Linked DNA regions of Mus musculus: region 2 is linked to region 1. A link is a contact called in public promoter capture Hi-C data. All regions are on one chromosome and are shown on one strand. Each heading gives the region's core, a stretch centred on a gene start, on an enhancer-like site or on the middle of the called end of the contact. The rest is flanking DNA. Distances are from core to core; before and after follow the strand shown. Region 1 holds the start of Psmb7 (proteasome (prosome, macropain) subunit, beta type 7). Region 2 overlaps Dennd1a (DENN/MADD domain containing 1A).

What was found. Promoter capture Hi-C pulls out the DNA fragments that hold promoters and counts their contacts.
Region 2: a promoter capture Hi-C map of hematopoietic stem and progenitor cells shows a contact between it and region 1, with 2.1 times the contacts expected there. The contact joins the enhancer-like site here to the promoter of Psmb7 in region 1. A contact is called at or near these places in 6 of 39 promoter capture datasets (the 3T3-L1 cell line, HPC-7-derived erythroid cells, cranial neural crest and 3 more) and 1 of 9 other capture datasets (adipose tissue).

Annotation. Positions count from the first base shown.
Region 1 is chr2:38,641,873-38,645,349 of GRCm38.p6, forward strand. Psmb7 (proteasome (prosome, macropain) subunit, beta type 7) reads right to left here and starts at 2,034. Exons shown (of 8, transcript NM_011187.1): 1 at 1,969-2,034; 2 at 1,486-1,579; 3 at 306-403. The coding sequence starts at 2,030.
Region 2 is chr2:38,163,429-38,166,984 of GRCm38.p6, forward strand. The region is part of intron 2 of Dennd1a (DENN/MADD domain containing 1A); the gene reads right to left. Among named protein-coding and RNA genes, the nearest start is that of Dennd1a, 120 kb to the right of the region's middle. Within about 2 kb of position 1,288, at least 67 of the 459 cell types and tissues checked have an H3K27ac peak or open chromatin away from gene starts, as enhancers often do. A contact at or near this core is called in adipose tissue and hematopoietic stem and progenitor cells, where this site is marked.

The sequences.
Region 1 (3,477 bases), core at 784-3,283:
TCTTAAGCTATTTGTTTGACACAGAGTCTCATTTACCCTAGATTAGCCTCAAATTCACTATATAGCCTTGACCTTGAACTCCTGACCTTCCTGCTTCCACCTCCCCAGTGCTGAAATCACAGGCCTCACCACCACTCCCATCTCCTGCAGTGATGATGACATACATCCCAGCCCAAAACACCTCTAAGAGAGCTAAAAAAACAGTCTCAACAGCAAGCAGGTTGCAGAGAGGATATGGTAATGGTCCATTTTTAGTCCCAACATGCCAGAAGATTTCAGAGTAGTTCAAATTCAACAATACTTACTAAATATTAGGAGATATGAAGTGAATTTTTGAACAGTTTTTGTCAGCAACAACCATCCCTTCAGTTGCTCTCGTGTCTGCTCCAAGAACTATGCCATCCTATTTTTTAGAGAAAAAAGGTTTTCAACAATTTATATACATAAGATAGTATTTAAGAAAAACAATGTTGGCCATTCTCTGCTCCCAGAATTCCATATCCCCAGTCAAAATTCCTACCAAAACTATTGTCCTACATTATTAGTACATCCTTAATAAATGTCAATGGCTAATTCTTGAGGTGATTAAGACTCATTTCCATCTTCAATCAAGGCGCAACGATTCAGTAAATTCCTTTTAAATCACAGAGCTAAACTGGAAAGAAAAAATGTGGAATGAAGACCCACAATCTTTCCAACAAAATATTTCCAACAAAATAGGTCAGCAAGTACAATACACTAGTCGGGCAAGCCTGGAAAACTGAATTCCATTGTAAGAAGCCACATGAAGCTCAGAATGGACTCCACCAAGTTGTTCTCTGACCTCTACACTTGTCCCATAGCATATGTACAAGCACATACACAGAGAAAATTTAGGAAACAGTCACCTCTATTAGTTTTTGAAATGTGACTCTCTTCACCCCACTAACAACATTAATCGCTAGCCTTTATTATCTTTACAGTTTATTTCAGGATTTATCTCCATTTGATGGATAGAGATTTAACTCTGTAAAAAAAAAAAAAAAAGGCTGAGGGCAGAGTGGCTCTCCCAACGTTGTGGAGGCAGAAGCAGGTAAATTTCTAGTTTAAAGCAGCCTGATCTACAACAATCGGGGCTATATAATGAGACCCTGTCTCAAAGGGGGGGGGGGGGGGGGGGACTAAACTGCCCAAGTAGTTCACTAGAAACAGTATGGAAGCATTAAACATCTAAACAAACCAATTAATCCCAAATTCTGTGCTTTCCCATTGTAGCATCCTGCTTCCTAGAGTACCTTAGGAAAAGCCAAATTGCCCTCATGTGTAAAACTTCAAAATGAGTAAATACAAACTATTTAACATGTAAAACCTCTTGATCAAGGCATTCCCTAATAAAAGCCGATTCTCATGATGCACTCTGACAGTTCTAGCTGGAAGCTTGAGTCCAAGTGGTCTAACTACGGTTAATAGGTCAGTTACCGCTACGGTCGGCCTGTCTAGGCTTACCTTATACACCACCCCCGCGATGGTAGTGCCAGTTTTCCGAGCTTTCGGGAGCTTGAACCCCTTTTTTGCGAAATCCGCTTCCAAGACAGCATTCCTAAGGGAAGGCACAGAAATCAAGTGTTAGAGGACAAGACCACTGGCGAGAAGAGTGGGTGCTTAGGAAGGAACTCAATTTTCTTCCACCCCAGTGTGATCACTGGATTCTCCCATTATTAGCACCATCGGCGAGGAATTACAGATCGGGGCGGTGACCCAATCCCTCCAAAGCCACAGGAAAGTCCAAATCCTTACACACTGGCAAGGGGAGAGGGCCGCGCCGGCCTCAGAAGCAGCCCGCGCTGGGGCCCGATTCCCTGAGTCACACGGCCGCGGGCACCATCCCCACGCTCGCCTCACGCCCCCGACCCCGGCCGCAGCCCAGTTCCGATCCGGCGTACAGAGTTCCCACTCGGGTCCCGATCGCGCCCCCGGGCATGAACACACCTGCGACAATTATCAAAAGAAAAGCCTCCGACCGGTGGCTGAAACACCGACACAGCCGCCATCTTGCCAAGAAAGTGTTTCCGGGCCGAGGGCGGAGCGACAAAAAAAGAACTTAGCACTTCCGGCGCCGCGAGAGACCGGGACGAGAGGGCGGGGCAAACTTCGAACTGGCGCTCTTGGACATAGAGTTCTTGAGTTCTCACTTCCTAGAGAGGCTTGGGTCTTTGAAGTAGTTTTGCCTCAAGTCCTGGGAAGGGGAAACTGACGATCAGCCGAAGGGATGGAATTTGTTAAATCAGATAATAAAATTCCCCCAATAACCAAATCTCCTGACGCTCAGACCAGATCTGTTTCTGCGGTTAAACTAGAATCCGGCGTGTATCAGGGACATCCACACACCCCAGGTCCAGGCAAAGCCGCTGAGCAAATCCCTTTCAACTCCCTTATTTCCTACTGTTAGTGTGTAACGGAGCTTTCACCTTCCTCAGAAAGGCAAACAGACACATGGAAAGACGTTTCGTGCCCTGAGTCACGAGGACAAGGCAACCCCAAGCCCCCAGTGAGACACTGCTTTGGACCCACTACAATGACTGGAGTTGGACAGAGAAAAACTCTCTGTGACAGGTGGGAATATAAAACGGTCATCTGCTCCGGAAAACGAACTGGATCTTAAACCAAAATTATCACTGTCATACCTACCCAGAAGAACTGGAAAGCTAAGTTCACAGATGCTTCTAGGCAAATGAGCATAGCAACCAGGTACCTAACAGGCAAATCGGGAAACAACACAAATGCCCATTGACGGATGAATGAGTAAACAAAATGTGGAATATCAGCACAGTGAAACAGTATTAGGCCGTAAAAGGGAAGGGAATGTGATACCTACTAAATCAGGGGTGACCCTGGAAAACAATTTGCTAAATATAAAGAGACTAGGCATGGAGAAGAAGAACCACATTGTATAATTACATTCACATGTGATATACTATACATTCATGTGGTAATCATGTTCACATGCCTGTGGGTACATGTGGGTGTATGGTTAATGTTGGGAGTCCTCCACCACTCTCCACTTTACTCTTTCAGTCATCTTCCCTCTGGGCCATCTCCCCAGCCTTAGAGAGTTCCATTTGTATGAAGTATCTCAAAATAGGCAAATCTGCAGAAGCATAAAGTGAATCAGTAGTTGTTAAGGCTGAAGGAGAGGCACTGGATTGTTTATGGGCACAGAATTCATAATGTTACCCAGCACTATGAGTGCAGTGTTATGTAATTTTAAGAAAATCTTCTACTGATGGAAATGTGAGGCTTGCTGCGGAAGTCAGGAAAATATTTTTAAACTTATTTAGGCAATAAGTGACACCCTCCATGACTGTGAAATGAATTCATTTACAAATATTTATTAAGCACCTACTATGTCCTATTATGATTGTAGCTGAAGACAGACGGATGGATAGATAAATGAATGAATGAATGAATAACATCCTAAGGATCTAGAACCAGTGTCTC
Region 2 (3,556 bases), core at 38-2,537, 480 kb before region 1:
AAATACCTTTTCACTCAGAAACACAGCACCAAATGCAGTTTCACAAACTAGCTAACTCTTAATGAGAAAATCTTCAGGTCAGAGTATCGCCACAGAAGAGCACAAACCAACAATGTGCTGATGCAGGTGGCCATATGAACAGTAAGAAGTACACGTCATCCTATTCCCTGAGTAATGTCTGTCAGACAGAAAATTAAGAACAAAACAACATACACTTTTCTTTAACCTCCTGTCTTGACAACTTTCTTCTGATTCAAATTTAAAAATCAATTATATTATCTCCCAAGTAAACACTTTTCTTTTTTTATTGTTGTTCTGAGACAGGGTTCCAGGCTGTCTTAGAACTCACAATGTAGCCCAGGCTGACCTCAAAATCATAGAGACCCTCCTGCCTCTGCCTCCTGAGTGCTTTAGGCATACACCACCATACCCAGCAGGAAAACACTTTTCAATTAATTTATTTTACTTCTGTATTTAAAATACCTTGTCAACAATATAGACCATCTGATAAGAGCCCACACATCTTTTAACCAAAAAGGTCTATAAGAGGCTCCTGACAAGGTTCCCTGTCACAACAGTGTGAAGGACACTGCCTTCTCGAAGCAGTATGGGCACTACAGGTCTGTCTCCACAATAATACCATTTTTGTAAAGGCCACAAGACAACACTGTCATAGTGTAGGACTCTCAGCAATACAAATTCGTTCCAGCAGAGAACATGGCTGTGCTGAAAACAGAGAGCTCCAGAAAGAAAAGACTGGCCTTCTTCAGTCTCAACCTATGTTTTCTAGTCTCCAACTGTACATACTTTTAAATATTTAATAAGATATACCAGATTGCCACAGGATGTTTAATTAATAGAATAAGAGTTTGGGCAAGACTCAATGGAAAGGTGCTATAAATTATTTTATACAGCTCCCAAACCCTTGCATTTGCCTTAGGCTTAAAGTTCCTAGAAAACCTGGTAGACAGAGTTTTTACAACAAAAATACAAAATAAATCATAAAAATGCTGTGGTTATATATGAGGTCTCATTTGCACATTGGTAACTAGTACGTAAACACACACCCACACAAATTATTTCTGGTTCTCTGTCCCTCACCCATGGCTGACTACATTTGAAGAAGGCATGGCATACTTTCAAATCAATTATTGAAAAATATGCCATCACAATTTGTATGAAGTGTATAAAAACTGTATACTAACTAACTGTCACCAACTTCCATAACTGGGGCTCTCTGGAGGCCTCTGAAAGAAGCTGCTCTCGTGGCAGTTCACTCGGGCGGAGCTTGCACTGCTTTCACTTTTAACATACCAGGGGTCAAGGCAGGAAAATTTAGATCTAATGCCTACTGAGCTATCCAATCTTTGTCTCTAGGATGTCTTAGGCAAGAAAAGACAAACTACTCAACACCTTTGATTCCTATAATTAGAAAGGCCTGCCCTTTAAAAGTCAGGGTTTAAACATAAACTATCAGCCATATAATCTCATTGCTCGATTTCATGGAGTTTAAGATACTATCTTTCTCTCCTACAACCATAAATGCTAATCCAAGCTGTAATCAGATTTAATTTTCCAGATGAGAAGATGGGAATCTGCTGCAAACAGAGTAATCATACACTCCACTGTTCTTTATCTAATGGTATTTTCCAATTTTATACACCAAAACTGTAGGCTAAGAAAATAGTCCAAAAAATTGTAAGAGCTTTTGAGGATCAGTTCAACCTTTCTCTAAACAATTTAGAGGTAAATTTTATGTTCAAGAATTCCTTCTATAATGGGAAGCTAAAAGTTTCCTGACAGTGTGATTATAAACTAGACTGACACAAATAGAAAGCTTCAAAGATGGATATTCTCATTAAACCTATTAAAGCTACAAAAACTTACTATGTTTACTTTATAACCATAAAATACTCAAATTGTTGGTTTAGCATTTTAAGTGAACATAATTATTCTAGGAATGCACTCACTTCTATCATAGTTAAATCTTACCTATTTATAAAGTCAAATTTTAAAAGGAATATTTTAAATACTTTACATAGTTTAAAAATCAGTTTTCCCATTTGAAATGTGAATAAAGAAAATATTCAATAAAAAAAATCAGTGTTCCTTTTCTTGACAATGAAACAGGAAGAGTTTGTCATATTTTTATGTTTTAATTTAAAAATTACTAGTCCTAAAATGGAAATTTGATCCTAAAAACTCAGAAGAAATAAATAAATAAATAGCCCACTAATGAGAAGTACAGTATCTCTAATTTCTTCAAATGAACATTTATTGGTTTCTATATCCCAATGGAATTGTCCCCTAAAAAATTTTTATCACCTACTGTATGTATTCACTTTTTGCTCTAAAACATGAAAACTGAAAGACATAAAAACACTGAGCTGATTTCAACCATGACTCATTTCTAGGAAGCATTTCCTCTCAGCACTAAAATTTCAAATTCAATTACATACTATTTCACAGCAGTCAGTCTAATTACATAGACACAACATACTTGGCCACTGACATATATTAAAAAAAGAGAGAGAGAGAAAGAAAAAGAAAAAGAGAAAGAGAAGAGAAAAGAAAAGAAAAAAAGACAAACAGTGCTTCTCAATGAAGAACAGAAAACCCACCTCTGTGATTAGCAATAGTGCATTCATGTGCGGATTCCTCCTCAGACTAACAGACTCTGCTCTTCCGACATACTCTGCTCCGCCGTGGCTATTAGTGCATAAACAGCAGACACTAACCTATTGTTTTCAGCTGTTGGAGTTATGAATGTAGTACAGTTACCAATTAAGTGAATCAACAAGTCCTAAATGCATCAGCTGCTCTGCAAATAATGCGTCCTTTGACATCATAGAGCAAAATCCAAAGAATTCATCTTGCTGTCTACAGAAGGTGAAAATATTTTAACTTCCCCAGTTACTGATAACTTAAAATGTGTCACATAACTAATTTCACTTACAAAAGGAATATAACTCAGATCCTTAAAATTTACACCACATATGCACAAAGGGATGTTCTCAGTTAAATGTTACCATTTCCCTTACTATACCCCAGTTTTCAACCCAGTCATTTACATACAAAGTTATAATTTCTGTTATTTAGTTCAGAGTTTGAAGCTAATTTCCAAGATCTATAAAGTTGATCAATAACACATTTAGATAGATATCACCTTTTTAAATAGTTACAATCTCAATTTCATGGGAGTTTTCCCATGAGTTACAATTTATTTTATCATAGCTTGATGTTGTTCTCTGCAGAATTGAGACTAGAACCTGGGGCCTCAGGCATGCAAACCAAGTCCTCTACACAGCCTTGGCCCTATCCTGTCCTTTTTGAATATCGCATTTTTATGTTTATGTAACTATTTTAGACTTACATTATAGCTGTGCCTTTTATACACCAAAGGTGGCATTATTACATATTTTATAGATATATAATATCTGTGATTGTGTGGGGAAAATGAGACTATTATTTATTCAAAACTACTGATGGACTACCAGCTATATGTCAGTAGCACTATGACAGGTGTGTTATACAAAATTTCTGTTTTTTACTTTCA